2 separate regions of the Mus musculus genome follow, and region 2 is linked to region 1. A link is a contact called in public promoter capture Hi-C data. All regions are on one chromosome and are shown on one strand. The core of a region is the stretch at or near the end of the contact, and the rest is flanking DNA. Distances in the headings are between cores, read along the strand shown. Region 1 holds the start of Osr2 (odd-skipped related 2). Region 2 has its middle 15 kb from the start of Gm34316.

Evidence for each region. Promoter capture Hi-C pulls out the DNA fragments that hold promoters and counts their contacts.
Region 2: a promoter capture Hi-C map of liver shows a contact between it and region 1, with 3 times the contacts expected there. The contact joins the enhancer-like site here to the promoter of Osr2 in region 1. A contact is called at or near these places in 2 of 39 promoter capture datasets (liver and pre-B cells) and 2 of 115 datasets of contacts at active chromatin or transcription factors (kidney and stem cell-derived neural progenitor cells).

What each region holds. Positions count from the first base shown.
Region 1 is chr15:35,293,110-35,297,853 of GRCm38.p6, reverse strand. Osr2 (odd-skipped related 2) reads right to left here and starts at 1,756. Exons shown (of 4, transcript NM_001368665.1): 1 at 1,387-1,756. Gm52178 (a long non-coding RNA gene) reads left to right here and starts at 1,820. Exons shown (of 3, transcript XR_003951500.1): 1 at 1,820-3,046.
Region 2 is chr15:36,469,627-36,474,273 of GRCm38.p6, reverse strand. No RefSeq gene overlaps it. Among named protein-coding and RNA genes, the nearest start is that of Gm34316, 15 kb to the right of the region's middle. Within about 2 kb of position 1,578, at least 21 of the 459 cell types and tissues checked have an H3K27ac peak or open chromatin away from gene starts, as enhancers often do. A contact at or near this core is called in liver, where this site is marked.

The DNA of each region.
Region 1 (4,744 bases), core at 507-3,006:
GCACTAACTATGGGCCCTCTGCTGTCATCTCTCCACTAGCATGTTTCGGACCACTGGTTACCTTTAATTTTGCGAGGAAAGTTAAACCATGAAAAGTCATAAACGGTTCAATGGAGAGAAAGCTACATTTCTTTCATCGGTTTTCAATGGAATTCTCAGGCATGTTAGACGATTTGTAAAATTTAATTTCGCTGGCTGTCAGCAAAGTACATATTAATTTCAGTTTGGTAAAACTTTAAAAACACTGGAGAGCACAGGGGTCCTGATTATTTGATAAAGACTCTCCAATCGTTGGTAATAGTGATGTTACATTGAATAATAATAATAATAATAATAATATCGTTCGGCGTTATCTGCTAGACCCTGTGTATGGGCTTCTGAGTAAAATGACAGATGGATGAATGGTTATGTTCGCTGATTTTCAGTTCAAACACAGCAGAACTGTGTAAAAGCCAGAGAGCTATAGTAGAAAGAGATCTACGATCATGGTGGGGGAGGAGAATTTGGTCAAGTGGGGGGGGGGCACGAAGTTTCTGCCCCTTCCCCGTGCCTCTGCCTTCCCGAAGAGTTAATTAAATTAAGGCGCCCTCCGCATAAACTGGGTTTGTCTCCGCTCCCTCCCTCTCCATTTCATTTTCTTGTTCTGTTCAAGACTGGAATTTGTGGAGCAGAGAAAGTTGCTGTCTGCACCCAGTTTCGCTTCGAAAGCAGTCAGAACTCTTTTGTTCTCTGCTCACAGGTGGGGAGACCGATCCAGCGTTGCTGCCTCCACAAACACCTTGTCCTGCCTCCTTCCTACAACCGCGACTCCATTCCGAGCTATTTCTCGACAACCCAAGCGTCTCAGCTCCTGAGAAGCTTGCCTGTTGGCCTCTGGGCGAAGACCGGAGCAGGAGGAAAAGCAAGAGGCCAGTACACGGTTGGAAAAAATAATCACCCATGACTGGACTATTCCCCTGTGAAATGCGCCTTCGGAGTCGCTGGCTTGATTGCACCGTGTGTCCCGGCCCTTCCGTGCTGAGTGCCGGAGCTGCAGTAGGAGGAAGCGTGGATCCCGCTTTCTAGAGCAGGGGAGCAATATCACGGGGTGATGGGATCTGGCCACAAAGTACGATGATCGGCCTTTATAAATCTTGCCGAATGCGTAAATCTACCAAAACCAAACTAAGGGACAGCGCACAAAAGTACAACTGAGTGTATTAGCTGGGAGTCGCGTGCAGGGACCGGAGGAGGCCAGAACACGAGGCCCGGGACTAGGGTCCGCACGGCTGCCTTTCATTTTCTGAACTTGTAGCGCTCCAGACTGAGAACCTGGGCGCCCCTTGAGCACCCACATCCCTCCCTTCCTTTGGAAGGCTACAGCCTGGCCCTGGAAAGGACACTCACCGCCAGAACCGATGTCTGCCTGGGCAGCGCGGTTCAGACTAGGTCCGGACAGCAGGACGCACAGCTTGGAAAGGTCATGAGGTCCAAACTGGGAGAACTTCTTTTTCGGCGCGTTGTCCCGGGAACCGAGAACATGATCTGGGGGAGCGAAAGCGACAGCGGTAATTGGTCTTCGGCAGTCCGTGGAAGCGGGATGTGTAAAGAGCGAGCGTGTTGGGATGAGTGCTCAGAGCTCGCCCAGATCCCGGTGCCTGGGCCAGTTTCTGACCGCGGACTGCGGGTAAAGTCGGAGCCCGCAGCCCTGCAGGGCCATCACCCTCCGGCTGCGAGCGCGCTGAGCTCCGTCCCAGCCCGCGTCCCGCCCCAGGCTGCCCCTGGCCCGGAGTCCAAGGCTTTAGTAGCGGCCCCGCCTCCCCTCGCGGCGGGCGTCCTGCAGAGGAGCAAGGCTGCAGCGCCCAGGCTCCGCCTCCAAGCCCGGCGCCCGCTAATGGTCCACTCTGTTTACTTGTGTTTGGATAGCAACTGAGTCTTAAAGGCGCAGGTTTGCTTGAGGTTTTCCCAGTTAACCCAGACACAGAGCCCAAGGTGACTCAATTCAAACCTCACACAAAGACAACGCCCATCCCCTCTTTTTGGATGACACTTTCCTCACACCGATAGAAGTCCGACTACTGGATCTTTGCTCCCCCAAGCCCGCAGAGAAGTCCAAAGGGCATTTCGTACTTTTACTCGGTTAGCTGTCGCGTCATTTTACACATCTTAACACTTTTAATATGATCATCTGCTTCAAAGGGCCAAAGCTATCAGTTTTAGATTTTGTTTTCCAGCATATACCGCCCTTCCTCCTATGTAAAACAGTTCTGCCCATACTTTTGGTCAATTGTGACTATGTGTGTAGTCTGGTTTCCTCCCTGTTTTCAAAACGAAGTTTGTTTATGAAGGTGACAATTGACTAATTTCATAATTAGTGCAGAGACATCTGGATGTTCCGGGAGAAATTTCTTTCAATATCTAAGCTTTAATCAGCTAATGTACATTTCATAAGCAGTTAACCAACTTAGGCAAAGGAGTGGGCATCTGCAATCCATTGGCAAACAATAACCTGCCCATCTGGAATGGGTGAAGAACAATCTTTTTTAAATTTTAGGAAAAAACTATTCCAGTGCCTCAAAACGTGCATTATCTTCATTCTCAGCAAAAATTGAGTTCATTGTTCAGCCGCCAGGAAAATTGATTGAATTTGACATGTACTGTTAGGTTTCTTAGTTCTCCTAAAGGTTTAGTTTTGTGAGCGTGTAAATGAGAGGGTATTACAGTCCCTCTGGAAAAGGATGTCAGGGAACGATAAGATCCACTTGAAGCAACTTCTTTTCAGACGCAACGCGCCGCCGGAACAGAACTAAGCAAACTGTCCCTCGTCCCAAACCACTTGAGGACACTTTAGCTGGTGCTTGCAGAACCATAGATCTTTTAAAGGAACTGTACAATTCAAACGTGTTTCACCAAAAGATGCTTTTCGGTCGCCCCCTCAAAGGACAATTACAATAACCTCAACTATGTGAGGAGATGGATAGGTGTAAGCAGAAAGCTACGAGCCGAGCCGAATCGTCAAAGACCAAGCAGGAAGGCAGGCAGACACTACGGAAACGATCCCATTAAGGTAAAAGCCTTTTGTTTTATTTTTGTCAAGGTGAATATTAATTTTCGTTTCTTTGGTAAAACGTAATTCAGGACTAGCAGGCCATCTTCACCAATTGTAGGTTCGCAAGGATTAGGAAGTGAGCCTGGGACAGAGACTGGAGTGTTCAGTATCCTGTAGTGCTTAACTACTTCAGAATAAATTTGATGGACGCAGGAGAACGCCTAGGAAGAGTTGGGGGTTTAAAAAACCGTTTCTCGAGTGAGTTCCATAGGGTGCTTTCATTTTAGCGCTTGGTCTTGAGCCTCAGCTCCCAGGATGCCTGCGGTTCCCTCTTTCCAACCACCTCATTCCTTCGAACAGCCTTTCTCAATTTAGAGAACTGGAGGGAACTTTCTTTACATTCAGACCCCCCCAGGACATACACGCACCGTTGGTGACCTGAGCTTTGAGCCAGTGCTTTCTAGTTCCCTTGCACTAAAGTGGAGGCAACTTCTGCATCAGCAGGCTTCGCACCTTTGGGCCCGTGTGTATTGAGTACTGAATCTCTCGCTTTTCAAAACCGTGGAATTTCTAACCCCCCTTTCCGAAAGCTCCCTGAGCCAGCCTGTTGCTGTAAACACGTTTACCTCGCGCTTCTCAGCCTGGGAAGAACTCTAGCCCAACCCAGCCCGAGCTCCGCCGCAGCTGGAAAAAAAGGTTGGATAGATTCCGAGAATCTTTGCAGGTAGCAGCGCGGTTCTGCGGGGCCCGGCGGCCTGAGCCCTGCAGCGGGCATGGGCAGGTGCAGTAGAGCGCGCTCGGAACCGCAGCTTCTCTAGGCCGCTGGGCGGCCACCTGGGACCCGCACCGGAACTTCTCCGCGCTCAGACCTCGGGGGTGGGAGGGCGGCAAGTCCGCACGCTTTGAGAGAGCCGGCTCACCAGGTAGACAGACCTGCAATAAGCCTCGTTGCAGAAAACTGGCCCACCCGGCCACCAAACGAGCCGTGGTGTCCTGGCGTGCAGAAGCCGAGTCTGCCGCAGGCCAGCTGCACCCCCAGGTCCGAGTCTCCGCGGAGCTGTCCCAGCTCCCTGTCGGGTTTCAGCTGCCAATTTACTCATTTATCCGTGGATCGGGTCAGCTTCAGTCCTCACGGCTCTGGGCTTTCGACAACAGGGACACGCTGACCTGGAGCGGGCTGAACGGTTGCTGCCCCAACGTTTGTGGTATGGGAGGAAGGGGAAAAGGCCTAGCAGAGGAGCTGGTGTGTGTGTGTGTGTGTGTGTGTGTGTGTGTGTGTGTGTGTGTGTACACGCGCGCACAGCGCAGTCCCCAGCCCACCCAGGAGTCTGCGGGTGGAGCCAGCAGGTGTCAGACACAGACACCCTGAAGTTGACTGCGTGCTGCAGACAGCCTAAATAAATTGGACGCTTTAAAACCAAGTTATGGAAACTGTATCTTCTTCCCTAGGACCCCTCTATGAGTCGCCTTCCCTGCTTTTCTTCAGCTTCTGCGGAACAGCGACCTTTTGCTGTGTTTTTCTGCAGCCTGGATGACTTGACCATAGCTCGACTTAAAAGTGCATGCACTCCAGTCACTGAGCGGTGAAGGGGCCAGGCGAGCGGAGAGGCTTGCGAGTCTTAGACACGGAGCTGAGGGTGGAGGGACCAGGATTAAGAATTCCATCTTTTAAAAAATCGTGGCTAGGTCTCGGGCTGTCCAAAGGGACACGATGGG
Region 2 (4,647 bases), core at 329-2,828, 1.2 Mb before region 1:
CGACCTCTGTGTGTGTGCTCATCTGGGTATTTTAAAATACAGATCTCTCATATCAGATACACTAAACTGTCTTGCTGTTGTGGTCTACGTTGATAGTCTTCACAACATTATGTCAAGCTGATAGCAAAAGAAGCCACAGATGCAGGAGTCTAGCGGCTCCCATTCATTTGTCCACAGGAGAGTCACTGCAAACCTAACATCCCGTCAATAAACAGTTTCTCTCAGCAATATTTCCACTCCTCAAAAGCACATCCATGCCACCTTCTCAGAGAGCATCCCAAGATGTGATGTGTCGGGTACTCAGCAGATGGCCCGTGTCAATCACAGGCAACACCTTCCACTGCACTGTCGTTCTTGTCAGAGCACTGTCTCTGCAGGTTCACTGCAGGCTGCAAACTTGATTTAATTTAGGAGATCAGTGATTACAGGAACCAGGCAAACATCTAAGCCCTGGAGGTCATGCAGTGACTTAGTTGATGGTGTTTAGCAGTGGTGGCATATCTCTTAAGTTAGAGGCCAGCCTCAGCTACAAAGTGAGTTTCACATAAATAATTAATGAGTAAACAAATAGGTAAATAAGTAAATGCTGTTCAGAAGCATCCCAGTGTAGTGACGCACCTGCCTGTAGACCTAGCACGCAGACTCTGAGACAAGAGACTCACACAGTCAAGGCTAACCCAATCTACGTGCTGAGACTCTGAGGTGACAAGACAGGAGCAATAGGCAGTGTTCGCCCTCCGCACATACATTATGCCACAGGTCCCCTCCAGGTATAAAACATTTCAGCAAATTTACATTTGTTTCTATTTACAGTATCTTTATGTGTGTTTAAAGCATTATAGCACATGGGCTGGTGAGATGGCACTCACCGTGGATGCCAGGACACCACAGTCTGATACCAGGAACCCACAGCTAATGGACATCGGGAAGATTAAAGGTGGATTAAACAACACCAGGTGTGGTGGCACACGCCTTTGATCCCAGCACTTAGGAGTCAGAGACAGGGCCAGCCTCGTCTACACAGTGAGTTCCAGGATAGCCAGGACTATATAGAGAGACCCTGTCTCAAAGGCAAAAATTAAATAAAAATAAATAAAAATGGTGGATGGAGAGAACCAACTCCACAGATTGACCTCTGACATACATACATGTGTTGTAGCATGTGTGCCCACACGCACACACACACACACACACACACACACACACACTAATAAAGTGTTCTGCAACACTATTTCTATAAAACAGTGGGTGTTTGCATGTCCGCAAGCCAGCGACTTGTCTGGAGATTTGGTAACAGTACCTAGGCAAAGTCTGCATCTCTGTTTTGAGCTGCAAACACTTTGGAAAGTGCTGCCTGAGGTTTTTCCTCCTATAATTTTTCTGACACAGCAGTTACTATCCCACATGACCAGGGATTAATTTCTAAATGTAAAAACTCTGGGTCAGAGGTGTATGAACTGTTTCACCAAAACTTTGGCCCTTAGAAAACAAAAATAAAGTTTGAAACAGTTTCTAGGTCACTGGTGCAGATTCTGGCAAAATATTGCAGGCTGGTTTGGAAAGTCGTGGTTAGCCCAGTTCCATTGGCACAAGCTGTGCTTTCAGGCTGTGAATCACCATGCCAGAAAGGGGAGAATTGAAGGAAGCCTAACCCTCTCCGCAGCCCAGAGCCCCTCCCACTCTCAGGGTACACTCTAGCCCAGAGCCCCTACCACTTTCAGGGTACACTCTAGCCCAGAGCCCCTCCCACCCTCAGGGTACACTCTAGCCCAGAGCCCCTCCCACTCTCAGGGTACACTCTAGCCCAGAGCCCCTCCCACTCTCAGGGTACACTCTAGCCCAGAGCCCCTCCCACTCTCAGGGTACACTCTAGCCCAGAGCCCCTCCCACTCTCAGGGTACACTCTAGCCCAGAGCCCCTCCCACTCTCAGGGTACACTCTAGCCCAGAGCCCCTCCCACTCTCAGGGTACACTCTAGCCCAGAGCCCCTCCCACTCTCAGGGTACACTCTAGCCCAGAGCCCCTCCCACTCTCAGGGTACACTCTAGCCTGGAGAAGCACCTTGCTTTAGCAGCAGGTGGGACTGTCTGCAGCTGTCACATCTGTACTTCATTTGTTTGAGCATCAGCTTGTATTCCTTATTTTCATGAACTCTGATTTTTGGATCAGCCAGTGGTTTTTGCTGTCAAACTCGTAGACTTGGTGCCAACAGTCCCAGCTCTCCAAATCTCTGATTTTATGTGAAGGGTAGAAATAATAGTGACCTCTGAGGTTTTTATAATTAAAAAAAAATTAATGACAACTTTGTTTCTTTGCTGATGGTGCGTCAGGCTCTTCAAAGGGTTGAAACTTGTTACCCCATGAAGAGAATGATTGTTAAAGAGTTAAGTGTGGGACTAGGAGATGGCTTAGTTCATAAAGTATGTGATGTACAAGCCGGAGGTCCTCAGTGTGGGGCTCAGCAGTACAGACTACAGTCGCAGTGCTCTTCAGAGAGATGGGAGCAACACGAGAGGAAACCCAGAAGCCTGGGGCGCAGCAGAGAGCAACAGAAGAGAGAGTGTGTCTCACAGAAGGGGAGACTGACTTTAAATCACAGAGCTGTCCCCACCCTGCCCCTGCTAGGCATGCACCACCGCCGCCAGCCCAGGAGTGGAACCAAAGAAACCGCAGAACCAAGCAGTAGAGCCCAGAGACTACCCAACAGTGGAGAAAACCATGCAGGCTCGTAGCCCCACACTAGGCTGTCCCAGGGTACATCGAACACGGGAGAACATCCTTTCATAACCATAGGAGCAGTGCCAGAGTGCCGTGGGGGGAAGTTTTGGTGGAGGTTGGCAAACATTAAGACACTAGTTGCCATGGTTGCTCCAGAGCTTGCCACAGCCTCCTTCCTTCCCCACCCCTCCCGCCCCCCATCCCCCACCTATACTCAGTGCTCACGCTCAGTGACTTGTCCAGCCGTTTTCTTGTTGTTGGGCCTTTTCTGTTTAGGAAACACGAGACTTCTCTCATGTTCAGTTATATGACCTTAGTAAATCCCAGGGCAGTGGTGACATCAGTCACAAGACTGCTTTCATAACCAAGCCCAAGATGCCTGCTAGAGGGCAGGGGGCCACACCGCAGGTCGGTGGGTTCAGGGTCAGTACTGACAACATAATTCCTCGTCGGGGCCGGGGTTTATTAGGAGAAAGGGCCTCAAGACCATGACCATGACCAAGCCTTGAGGTGGGCAAATGTTAGAAAGAAACACTAAATGTATTAAAAGCAGCATGACAGGGCCTTTGCTGGCTGTTATAACAGCTTGACAAACGCTAACAGTTAAGAGAGGATGGAGCCTCAATTGAGAAAATTCCTCCGTAAGATTGGGCTGCTGGCAGGCCTGTGGAACATTTTCTTCAATAGAGACTGACACGGGAGGACCCAACTCTTTGGTCCCACCTCAGGGCTGGTGGTCCTGGGTGCTTTCAGAAACCAGGCTGAGAAAGCCAGTAAGCAGCGCTCCTTCTCCTGGCCCTCTGTGGCAGATCCTCTCTCCGGCCTGGTGTGAGTTCCTGCTTTGGCTCCCGTTAGGAGACTGATTCAGGATGTGTAAGCCAGATAACCCCTCTCCTCCCTGGGTTACTTTTGGTAATGATATTTCATTAACCCTAACTTAGACAGGGCCTTAAACTTAAGCTTTAAAGGAACACAGCTTCTCTCTAAAACCTGAAGAGGAGCATCAGTCCAGAGGAAATCATAAAGTAAGAATTAGCCATCATGATGGGATGGCACGGGGCAGAGCTGTGAGCCTGCAGAGATGCCCTCCCTTCAGATTGTGGCAAGAAGTTCCACAGCACTTGATACAGTCTGCTGTTGTGTATGTCACCAGAAATGAGAAGGAGCCAGGTCCTGGGTGGGACAATAAATCAGGGGCTGTGAAGTTACCATTTATGGGACTTGTGAAAGCACAGTGCACAAGGCACAACTTTGCACACTGCTCTGAGAGTCAGAACTGTGTGGTGTTGAATGTGTGTGCCTTAGAGTCAGGCGGGCTTGGCTTTGGGCCCCAGGCCTCCAGTTTTATGTTTTGTCTTGTTTTTTGTGGTGCCGAGGATTGAACCAAGGACCTCCCCTGCTAGGCAGGCCTTCTCTCACAGAACCCCGTCTTCAGTCTTCACTCCAGTAAGATGGTGCGACCTTGGGCAATTTACCTGCCCTGAACTCAGTTTTGTTTGTTAATGAGACAAAAAGAGATAGCTCCCTGCAGATGAGCCTCAGTGTTTGCTGTGGTGGTGTTGCCTCCCTACCTCTGATCCACTATCTAGAAATCTGACAGGGCCCAACACATTAACAGGCAGAAGGACAGGTCAGCTCCCAGCCTGGATGCCGACTGTTAGGCTCCCAGATGGCTTCAGCTCTGTGAGTCTCCTTTAAGTAATACCATAATTATTAGTTAAAAAGAACATTGAGGATAGCCTCAGCCTGTCTGCCCAGCACGCCCTTCCCTAAGGGGCCCTGGGAGCCTGGCACATCTGTGCTGCTGCCTTCCCTGCCTGTACAGAGCAGAGAACAGAGGCTTGCAAGTGAACAGGGCGAGGAAAGCCAAGGCAAGACTCGGTCACTGTTGTCTGTGCCTGCCTAGCTGGGAGCAGGGACTCCGGCACC